Regions from separate parts of the Dromaius novaehollandiae genome. Here region 1 is linked to region 2. The links are chromatin contacts, called in public Hi-C maps. All regions are on one chromosome and are shown on one strand. The core of a region is the stretch at or near the end of the contact, and the rest is flanking DNA. Distances in the headings are between cores, read along the strand shown. Region 1 holds the start of LAMB1 (laminin subunit beta 1). Region 2 overlaps LAMB1 (laminin subunit beta 1).

Region 1 (5,151 bases), core at 2,071-4,570, 34 kb before region 2:
CAAGGACAAGCATATGTTAGATTGATTCTGACAGAATTAAATAAAGCACCTCTGTTTTAGTCAGAGTACACAACTCATTAAGTTGCTCACACGCATCTCTACGTAATGCTACGGAAAGGGAACTCAGATTTTTTGCAGGGGTAAACGTGGGCTGCTACATTGTACCTGAAACAGGTATACTGAAGCTCTGATATAAAAATCCTAATTGACCACCTTCAAAAAACAAAATTACTTCCTTCAGAGCTCTAAAAATCTACATTCGTGAGAGGAAAGTTGAATATTTTCTTCCAAAAACCAACTGTTAGCTGAATTTGTCAGCGTGATAGTTGCCATATGGCTTTTGTCAAGCTGCACACATGGAAAGACTGTAAACATAAGGCAGTTAAACAGGCCTGGGCAGAGGAGATCTATCTATGGGAGGAAAGAAAAAACTCTGGAAGAAAAGAAGGAACGGGAAGAAGGAAGTCAGTAGGGAGTCCGTATCTCATACGTTCCCCCAAGCACAGTACGAGCGCATAAACCCGGCAGACCTGACAATATCAGTGGCTACAGGACACCAGCTCCATTCTGTGACAACTTCTGAGGTCTGAAAATATGCATCATTCCTCACTGGAAGTGGCACAAAAACTTTCGAAGTGTTTTTGCAGACCTGGTTTGTGTAAGAATGCTGTATCTGGATCAAAAATACCTATTTTAATCCTCCCCAGCTCTCTTTCTTGTGCTTGCAAGTGACTTCACAAAACTGTTTATTGAAAAAGTTATTGAAATCAGTATCTTTCGGTAGACTGTTTTGACTTCAACAACATTTAATCAAATGACAAATAACACTTAACCAAAAATATATATAATCGAAGATGTATGTAATCAAAAATGATCTCAGCTCTATTTGCTGGGCATTCAATCGCTGCGGTGTTACAGGAAAACGGAAGATATGTTGGGTTCCACCAAAGTCAAAGGCGGTTTTGGACTCCGATTCTTTGAGGAAGCTTCCAACCCACGCAAGGGAAATGCAGACACCCCCAGGCTGTAAAGCCACCTCACCAAACCTAGGGATAGGACACGACGCAAAATTCAACTTGCATCATTTGAAGAATCAATCAAGTTAAAATACCCCCGCTTGTTCTCAAAACGTCGTGGTATCTCACACGCGCTGCGGGGAGGGATGGACGCAGACGAGTTCATTGGGCCTCACTACCGACGTGCTGAGCATCTCACCTGGGTTTGGTTCCCCGCAGAGCGCGGCCACGATGATGCACCCAGCTCGCCACCGCTCACCGCTGCGACGCCTCGCGCCAGCGTGGCACACACCACCCTGCAACGCAAGCTGCCTCGGCAGCTAACCGCAGCAACGCGGACCTCGGGAGGGCAGATCGGGCCCTCTTCATAGGTAGTGCAGGGTATCCATTCTACGAGAGTACGAAACAGGAAAGTAAAGGTGGAGAAAATGTGGATAAAAGTTGGAAAATTGAAAAAACACAGGCATGAGACAGAAAAAATGCAGTGGAAACCATGCACCATCTGTCCTGGCACACTTGCATGTACCAGTGCTGCAGAATACTGCTGCCTTCCTCTCTTTTAGCGGTGGAGCTTTCTAACGACAGTACAGCAAAATGTTTTCTGTTGGCAGGACAAATATGTTTGTTATACTGGAGTATTGCTCTAAAAACAAAAGCCAGGCTGTGATTTATAAGACAGGGTTGTGAAGCTGAGTTACTTCTGTGACTCTGAAAGACCACGCATGTTGCAGAAGAGGTTTAGCGTAGCAATACCTGCCTTTTCAGCTAAAAGGGTCTAATTTCCCGGAAGCCTTTAACGAAGCAGAGCCACCAGCTCTTGGGTCGACATTCCCGGGCTGGGTTTCAGGCTTGGTGTTTAACCTCTAGGGCAAGCCGCTCGGTATCTCTATGTTTCTGCTTATCCATCTGTCAAATGAGAATGAACATATTTACCTACCTCGGGAGGCTTTTGTGAGACGGACAGACCGCGGCGCGGGTCACCCAGGGCCTGCAAACCATAAGGGCAAAGCGTTCCTGAAGGACACCGACCTGGCAGAGATTTACATACGGGCTTACATCTTACACGCGTGCAACAAAACTCGTGCGCACGCGCCGAGACACCCCGGTACGGATGTGCAAACCCGGGGCCGCGCTCCCCAAGGAGCCTCTGGACCGCCAGCCCACCGAAACCCTGCACTTTCGCCCTTGCGCCACCTTCTTCACGGTTTCCTGAGAGCAGCAGTCACAGCAGGAGGGCGACCGCTTTCATCTGCCAGGACGGCTCGCCAGCATTTATTTACTACTAAAACTTCCCCCCGGTCCCCAGCAAACTTTGTGGCCTAATGACTAAGCCCGGGTGGCCTCGCCGGGGCCCGAGGAATTCAGCGAGTAGGTCAGAAGAGCCGGAGGAGTCCGGACGCGACCGCCGGCCCCTCGCAGCCGCTCTCGCCCGCCCTTTCCCAGGGACCGAGGGCAGGAAGATGAACGAGCTCGCGCTAACACAACAAGCGGCTCGGCTCCCGCGGCAGCCTGTCTCGCTGCCACCGCCGGTCCCTGGGCAGGCTGCGGTGCCCCGCGCACGCAGCGCTGAGACCCAGCCTCGCCGCCCGGCTGGACCGCGTACGGGAAGCACGAACATCAACACACCGCGTTTGTGGGCTCATCCCTGGGGCAATGCAGTGGTGTGGGGAAACAGCTCCCTTCAGCTGCCATCGAGGCGGCCACGGCGCCCAGCGAGCGACGTTGGGGCAGGGATCGATGGCAGGCGGCTGGTTGCCACCGCTGCCCACCCTCCTGCCTGCCGCGGGGGTCAAACCCCCCGTTCTCGCGCTGTTCCCCTGCGCCGGCGAGGGAGGGGGACGACCCCCAGGCGAGCCCCCGGCCGCTGCCCAGACCCGCTGCCGAAGCCGGGGGGCAGGCGGCGCAGAGCCCCCGCACCAACCCCGGGGCCCGGCCGCGGGGACCCGGGGCGGGGGGCCGCAGCCCCTCTGCATCGCGCCCCGCGCCTGGCTTGGCCTGGAGCCCGGGATCGCGCAGCCCTCGGGGGCCTTCCCCGGCGCCCCCGGCCCGGGCCCGCCCGCCCCCGACGGCGCCCCAAGCGCCCCGCTGCCTCCCGGCGAGCGGGTCCGGGAGCCCGGGGCGGGGGGCCGGGCCGGGCCCGTCCGCCGTGCGGGGGCGGCGGGGAGGAGGAGGAGGAAGAGGAGGAGGAGGAGGAGGAGGAGGAGGGCCGGGGGCGCCGGGCGGCGCGGAGCCGCTCCCCGGCGCCCGGCTGCGGCGCCTGCGTGCAGCAGCCAGAGCTGCACTTTCGGCGGCGGCGCCGAGGGAGAGACCGGCGCTTCCGGAGCGGGGTCCCGCGCCGAGCCCAGCCGAGCCCGGCCGCGCCGAGCCCAGCCGCGCCGTCCCGTCCCGTCCCGTCCCGTCGCGCCATGGGCCGCCTCCGGCTGTACCTCTGCTGCTGCCTCGGTAAAGCCGCCCGGCCCCGCTGCGTCCCCGCGCCGTCGGGGCGAGCCCCTGGGCGGCCGCCGGGGGCGGCGGGCGGCTCCGCTGACCGCGCTCCCGCTTCCCCCCTTGTCTCCCCTTGCCTCCCTCCGCGGGCGCGCAGCGCTGAGCGCCGCCGCGGCGCAGGAGCCCGAGTACAGCTACGGCTGCGCCGAGGGCAGCTGCTACCCGGCCACCGGCGACCTGCTCATCGGCCGCGCCGCGCGGCTCTCCGCCTCCTCCACGTGCGGCCTCCGCCAGCCCGAGCCCTACTGCATCGTCAGCCACCTCCAGGTGAGCGCCCGCCGCGGCCCCGCCTGCCCCGACGGCGGCGCCCCGGGCCCGGGCCCGCCCGGCGCCGCAAGGGGCCCCGGCGGCGGCGGCGGCGGGGTCCGGAGTCACGTCGGGGGTCGGCAGGGCAGGGCGAGGGGGCACCGGGGCGCGGGGCGGCGGGGCTGCCCGGCGCTGCCGGACCCGTCCTGGCGCCGGCGGGCGGCCGCGGCGCTGCCCCCCCCGGCGGCGCTGCCCCCCCCGGCGGCGCTGCCCCCCCGGCGGCGCTGCACGGGGCCGCGCTGCGCGCCCGCCCCGCCGCCCCCCGACCCCGACCCCGCGGGGGCCGGAGCCTGCAGAGCCCCTCGGCCGCGGAGCTGGCGGGGGAAACGTGCCGCGGCGAGTCCGGTCCGCGCTCTTCCCAGACGTGTGCCGCGCCGTCTAGACTGCTTCCTGGCTCGGGGTGGGCTGCGGAGCGGGGCTAGCGCCGTGGCCGCTGCGCTGGTGATATAATTACATCTGTATGATCTCCGAGGGGAGGGATGCAAATAAAGTTGTGCAGTGCGTCTCGTGGAAAGCACGGAGGTTTTCACTCTGTGAGGTGAAAGAAGCTTATCTCCGAGAGGGAGCGGGCGGTGGGTAAGTATAAATATCGATTGTAAAGGGAGCTCCGTTAAAGTGAAACTAAAGGTGTAATCTCCGGCCGTGCTCGCTGCGCAGGCAACGGGACCGAATTCTGTCACTTCACGGGAGAAATGCTGCAAACGAGAGTGCTGCTTAACTAGCTATCGGATCGGCCCCACTCCTGGCCCGAGGTTGCCTCATCCCTCCCCCGCAGCACGCACACGTTTGTTTTACTGTCCCGCTCTTGCCTGCTTGCAGTACTGCTCGGTTCAACGAGGGGCCGAGTTTTGGAAGAACATTTTTGGCGTGTGTCAGCACTGATCCGGAGCAGGGCTTCTTTACCAGCGCTGGGATCTCCGTGGAACAAAGCGACAAAGGCCTGATTTCTGTTTTTGTCTCAAGCTGTTGAAGTGTCAGGGCGTTTCATAATGAAAAGCACCACTTGAGAAGCCCAAATGAGCCCTTATTCCCGATCTTGCAGCCAACATTTCTGTGTCTGTCTGGTATGTCCCTCTTATTTCCGTACCAGTGCAGAAATCCGTCAGACTGTGCGTGCAAACAGATGCCGAGCGTCCTCTTAGCGCCACGGGTTCGAACATGCTGAGCGCTTTGCAGGACTGGGTCTTTCGGGATTTGCTGGTGATTTTGGTGGGAGAAGGAGCAAGTCCTCGCGCGAGGCCGTTCCTGTTTGGGATGGCGTAAGGAGTCTGGAGGATGCAAGGGGGGACACGTCCGCAGTGGGTGCAGGTGCTGGTCCTCGGGAGTGGGGGCTGGTGGGTGCCAG
Region 2 (5,439 bases), core at 2,886-5,385:
ATTTACCCTGTCCCTACAGGCAGCTGTGGAGTTTGGATTTTGACTTTGCAAATGAGTTAGTACTTCTACTTAATTCCCTTCTCCCCATCCCCAGCATTTTCTGGCTCTGGAGGTTTTGGAATCCACTTTATCATGTAAATGTTAGTGAAGTCTTGTGCTCTGCCTTCCCTCAACTCGCAGGTATGTAGGAGTAGAGTTACCAAAAGGGTGTTTTTTCACTTTAAGCTTTTTAAATCTGCAAGTAAATATAGTGATCTGATCTGCCAGCAATAAGCATTCATGTAACTCGATCAGATCCTGGGATCTTTGAGAAAACCCCACACTGTTTGCCCTCTTTCTATGCAGTGGAATTTAGACAATTTGTCATTATACTGTGAGGGCCTTGGTAGCTGCCAGAAGGGTTAACTGACCTCCTTCAAACAGGAACTTGACAGTTTGCCTGCAGGGAGCATATCCCATGGCAAGTTGACTACTTAAGCACTTTTGATGTAAAGTAAAAACAATCTCTTGTGTCAGAGTGTAATTCAGAGAACAAAAGACCATTTTGCTCGATTGCGCAGGCAGCACAAGTTATTTTTGTCTCTTGCCTATCATACTCCCGTTATACAAGAAAGTCATTTTGTCGAGGAGTCGTTTGTTCGCTGAGGCTCTTTGAGTAATTTTTTTTAACTGAAGACATTGAAGCCAACAGTGCGCAGTCTTGAGAACCGCTTTGTGTTTTGCCCTTTTCCAAGGGGGCATGCTCATTAGAAGGGTCCTTCCCAACGTGCTTGGGGTGTCTGCATTGATTTATGGACCGTTTTGGACCATTCATTTGTGTCAACTTCTTTCAAGGGTGCCTGGTAAATCGATGTGTAAGTGAAGGCTTTAATCAGGTATTACAGTCCTTTTCCTGGTTTGGGGTTTATTATACCGTGATGGTAGGTAGATGACCCCCTGCGTGTTTGCAAGGCCTCTTTTGTTCTCTGCTGCCATCCCTTTAGTAAAAGCCTGGCAGGTTGGTAATTTCCTCTACTTCTCCTGCCTGTGTAATTAGGGAGGAAAAGAGGTCAAGTGGAAATTGCTTCTCCTGACAGTGTTACTGTGTGCAAAGTGTGGCTGTGCTTTTAAAAATGACAGCGCATAAGTACATTAATTGAGTAACTTCTCTTCGTAGTGGGGTAGTGCCAAATAAATGCATATTTCTTCTAAAAGCTTGTTAGGAAAGGGTGTTGCCCAAACCTTCTCGTTCCGATTTGGCAAGCCACCTGAAGTTGCTGGGTCTTACGTGACTAGCGCTTAAAAATAGGCAGGTGTTGATAGCGGCAAAAATAAAATAACAGTCCATTTCAGGATGGTGTAGCTACTATCTCCTGAGATGACCTACAAAAACCTATTAATGAGCTTTGCTCTCACTTGACCGTGGCAAGCCATGTGCATAGCCCCTCTTGGTCTTTAGCGCTCATGTCGGCAAAGACACCCGTCTTTCCCCTCAGACAAGGTTGCCTGCTATCACTCTTCTTTGTTTTGCTTCTTTCTCTCTCTCCTGCTTTTCTCTGCCTGATTTTTTTCACCTGCTCTGCATACCCAAGACATCAGCCTGGTGCCCGGCTGCTACACGCATGGCAGCCTCGACACGGGGCCGCGGTGCCAGGCGGCCGGCCCGCGCCACCAGCCCCCCGTCGCGATTTCCCCTGCCTCCATGCCTGGGGTGCTGCCGAGCCAGCTCCGACCGCCGCGCCGAAGCTCTCGCAACGGCTGTTAATCCATAAAATTGTCATATGCTGCTTTGAAGCCACATAAACTTTTAGTACCCGCAGTGCCCTGGGTCTGCAGCCGCTGCTGTGTGAAGAGCTATTTCCTTTTATCTTGCCTGCGTGGGGAGGGCAGGGGCTGTTTGCTTTTTAATCCAGCACCTGGTGGATTCCTCATTTGCTCCTGTTCTGTGCTGGAGAAGATAGTAAAGGTTTGTTCCTTTTTCACCTTTTCCATTTCACTCATATTTTGCTTTTTTTTAAACTTGCTGCTGTGTGCCTGTCTGTCATTTCTTTTCCAGGCTGGAAAGCCTTACTCTGCTTACTCCTCAAAACAGGAATGAAAACGGGATCTTTGCCTCCAGTTCCTACCAAATTGACATCGCACCATTGGAAGAGCTGGCCAGCTGTGCTCCAGCATTGCATCTACCTCCGAGATGTGCCAGCCAGGCACTCTGCGTCTCCCTGGATTTATTTCCTACTCTCTCTCCCCTTTCACACTCAGCCCCAGTTCTCCCATCCCCAAGCAGACACATCCATAATCAGCTGCTTGTAATCTCTACACAGACCACTACTGTATTCAGTTCACCACTTACAACTGGTGTTGCTTTCTCTTTTCTTCCTGCCACCTAAGGCTCCTCCTTACCCTTTACGTTTTCTTTTCCTTTTTCTCCCTGTAGCATGCGACTGCAACCCTCGAGGCATCCAGACGCCGCAGTGCGACCGCGCCACGGGCCAGTGCCTCTGCAACGAAGGGGTGGAGGGGCCGCGCTGCGACCAGTGCAGCCGGGGCTACTCGGGCTTCTTCCCCGACTGCGTGCCGTGCCACCAGTGCTTCGCCCTCTGGGACGCGGTCATCGGCGAACTGGCCAACAGGACCCAGCAGTTCCTGGACAGAGCTAATGCCCTGAAGATCACAGGTGTCACCGGCCCGTATCAGCAGACGCTCAACACTCTGGAGGAGAAACTCGGTGAAATTAAAACCATCATTGCTCAAAATCCGGCTGCCGAGCCTCTGAAAAACATCGGCAATCTCTTTGAGGAAGCAGAGTGAGTACGGTGGCGGTTACGTGGCTAAGTCTAGCTCAGCGAGGACCAGAGCATGGACAGGCGGTGCTGCTCCGCGGCCGGGCACTTTGCGCCCAGCTGCCTGCACCGGCGGGAGCTCCTGGCGCGCGGCGTGGGTGCAGGAGCTCTTGGCACACAGTGCGGGCACCGCAGCCTGGCCCGCGCCCAGCAGCAAGGCTGGAGCTGAGCAGCCCCGCGCCCAGCCTCTGGAGAAGGGCCGTCCCGCCGCTGCTGCTGTTAGTGCCGAGCCGCTCGCCCTGCGCTCCCCCGGGTCAAAGGATAAACGCTGCTATTGTGTGTGAGAAAGAAGAGGGGAGAGATTAAATTCCTGGGTTTCCACGTGCGTGCGGCCTTTGAGATAGAAACATGGGCTGCTTCCTCCACTCTGAGCGGAGGGAGCAGCAGTTTTGTAACAGTGGCTGTTGGCATTTTTCTCCGGGTAGGAGCCTTGTGTTTTATTTTAAAACTAGGCCTACAAAAGAAGGTAGCTTGTGCTTTCGGCAATCCAGGCGGCTGAACATCCAGTTGCATCGCGGATGCTCTCTAGCTGCGTGTGCAGCTGTTAGGGCTTGCTTGCGTGGTGTTGAACGAGCTGCACAAAGCAGAGAGGAGAGGATTAAAGCACAAATGTCTCAATTACGGATACGCTCCTGCCCTACAACTCCCCCCTCTAGACAGAGAGCTGTGGGTTGCTCTTGCGTTTGGGCTCTGTGTGTACCGAGGATGGTCAGAGCAGCTGCAGAGCTGCTTTCCCTAGCGTATATACACATACTGTGTTTAAGTAGCCGCTCTTGCTCCTCTCAAGCTGTATAGCAGAAGGAAGAATTGGGCTTGGCAGGACTGCGGGAAAGGAGCAGGCTCTTGAGCTAATAAATGAGGGAAATGTAAATCGACCTAGAGATTAAAAATTGCCTGATCCTTTCAGAATAAGGAAACACTTTGGGTTTGGTGGGATCACCCTGGGAATAACTTTCTATGCCCAATCTGATTGTGCAGCAGTGCTGACTTGAAGGATGTATTTGCCTTTCCTTTTAGGGTTATCCCACAAACTGAAACCTGCTCTGTGGTTTACTAAGGCCATGTTGAATGCTGAGAGCAGACTGCTTTTCTGCATAGCCCTAGAGAAACGGCTGGTGAGGAGGGTTGTTTACAGACGAGTTAAAAGAATTCATTGTGTTAAAACCAAGGCTCCCCCCCCCCCCTTTCCTGAAGTTCAAATCTGTCCCATGAGTTCGTAGTACTCAAAACTGCATTTGTAGCTGTGTGGGATGGTAAGCAAATTATGTATGGATCATAGTAGTCAACTCTGACCTGTGCAGTTGCCATGATACAAGAGCATTACAGCAGTGCTCTGGAATCTGCCTCCAGTTAATCTTACACAAAGCAGCTGTTTTCTGAGCAATTTGGTGCTTTGAGTTTATAAAAGTGCTGTAGATTAAAAAGTAGTTGTGTGTGATAAAGGAAACAAAACCGGTATTCTAGGTAGGCATGTTGTTACAAATCGTTTACAGCTCCATCGAGGGAGGACAGGTCGTGCTGTGGGAGAAGCACCGCACAGCTCGAACCACCACTTCTTGCTGAAGTAGAGCATTGAGGCTAACAACCCTCCCTCCGCCTTTTAAGTCTTGTCGCCCCTGTTTTACAGAAAGCTGACAGCAGATGTTACAGTTAAGATAGCTGACATAGAAGAAAGCCTTTCAGCATTAGCCCTGGAAAGCAATAGCACAGATATGGACCTGAGCGTGCTGGAGACAGATGCCAAGAGCCTGGACCATGTGGTGAAGGAGCTCGCGGAACAGCTGGAGTTCATCAAGATCTCCGATGTGCGGGGTAGGTGTCACAGCGAGGGGCACCAAACAGCGGCAGAGCCAGGGATTTAACCTGCGTGTGGTTTTAAATGCCAGGTTAATCCTGTAATAAAACTCATGTCCCCAGGAGGGCAGCTCCTTTCTGTGTATTAGCAGAGTTGCTGATGCAGCAGGAAGTTTGTGTTGCCCCCTCACCCCTTGCCTGCACACTGCAGAGCCAGATTGAGCTCTTGGTGCACGGCGTTACCTGAAAATCTCTTCATTAATACCTGGTAGACCAGGCACACCAGCTGAAAGGGCAGCAGATCCCATGATATACCTGCACATTTTGCTCTCTGTCCCCATTTCCTTAAATTGCTGTTTCTGTTTGAAAAATCACCTGAGCCTTTACGACTAAGAGCACACCGTGAGGGCCCAGTTCTTCAGCGGCGCTTGAGGCTTGCCTGCCCAGTGGCACATTCAACTGGTGAACCTCAGTCACAGAATGGGAATTTGCTGTTTGGAGGAATGTTACCAAATCTTGGGAAATTTTGAAAGCTGACTTTGTTCCAACTTGAAACAAAGCCTTTAAAAAAAAAAAAAAAATTTCCTGCTTTGCAGGAAGTCTGAGTTTGTTGCCAGTGCATATGGGATTTCCCAGAGCCAGGCAACCGGGATGCAGAAACGAGGGAGTCCCTGACGTGCGGCAGTCTGTACCGCGGGGCAGCTTCCCGCCGCAGAGCGCAGCAGCCCAGGGCCCCTGGCCCGTCACAGGGCCTCTCTGGGGCTGGTCCAGAGTTAACAGTGCAGCTTTCATAAATCAACGTCTTTCATCAAGCAGTTGTTTCTTG

The links. Hi-C and Micro-C count contacts between places; a contact is called where the count stands out from the background.
Region 1: a contact with region 2 is called in a Hi-C map of liver, with 10 times the contacts expected there. The contact joins the promoter of LAMB1 here to the enhancer-like site in region 2. A contact is called at or near these places in 3 of 4 Hi-C or Micro-C datasets (brain, liver and ovary).

What each region holds. Positions count from the first base shown.
Region 1 is chr1:12,542,950-12,548,100 of bDroNov1.hap1, reverse strand. LAMB1 (laminin subunit beta 1) reads left to right here and starts at 3,320. Exons shown (of 33, transcript XM_064505781.1): 1 at 3,320-3,458; 2 at 3,598-3,767. The coding sequence starts at 3,422. It overlaps LOC112980487 (a long non-coding RNA gene), which reads right to left and starts at 4,614. Exons shown (of 5, transcript XR_010387566.1): 1 at 4,139-4,614; 2 at 1,774-1,922; 3 at 1,216-1,406; 4 at 1-1,046.
Region 2 is chr1:12,509,412-12,514,850 of bDroNov1.hap1, reverse strand. LAMB1 (laminin subunit beta 1) reads left to right here. Exons shown (of 33, transcript XM_064505781.1): 24 at 2,414-2,783; 25 at 4,447-4,631. Among named protein-coding and RNA genes, the nearest start is that of DLD, 28 kb to the right of the region's middle. Within about 2 kb of position 4,135, at least 1 of the 2 cell types and tissues checked has open chromatin away from gene starts, as enhancers often do.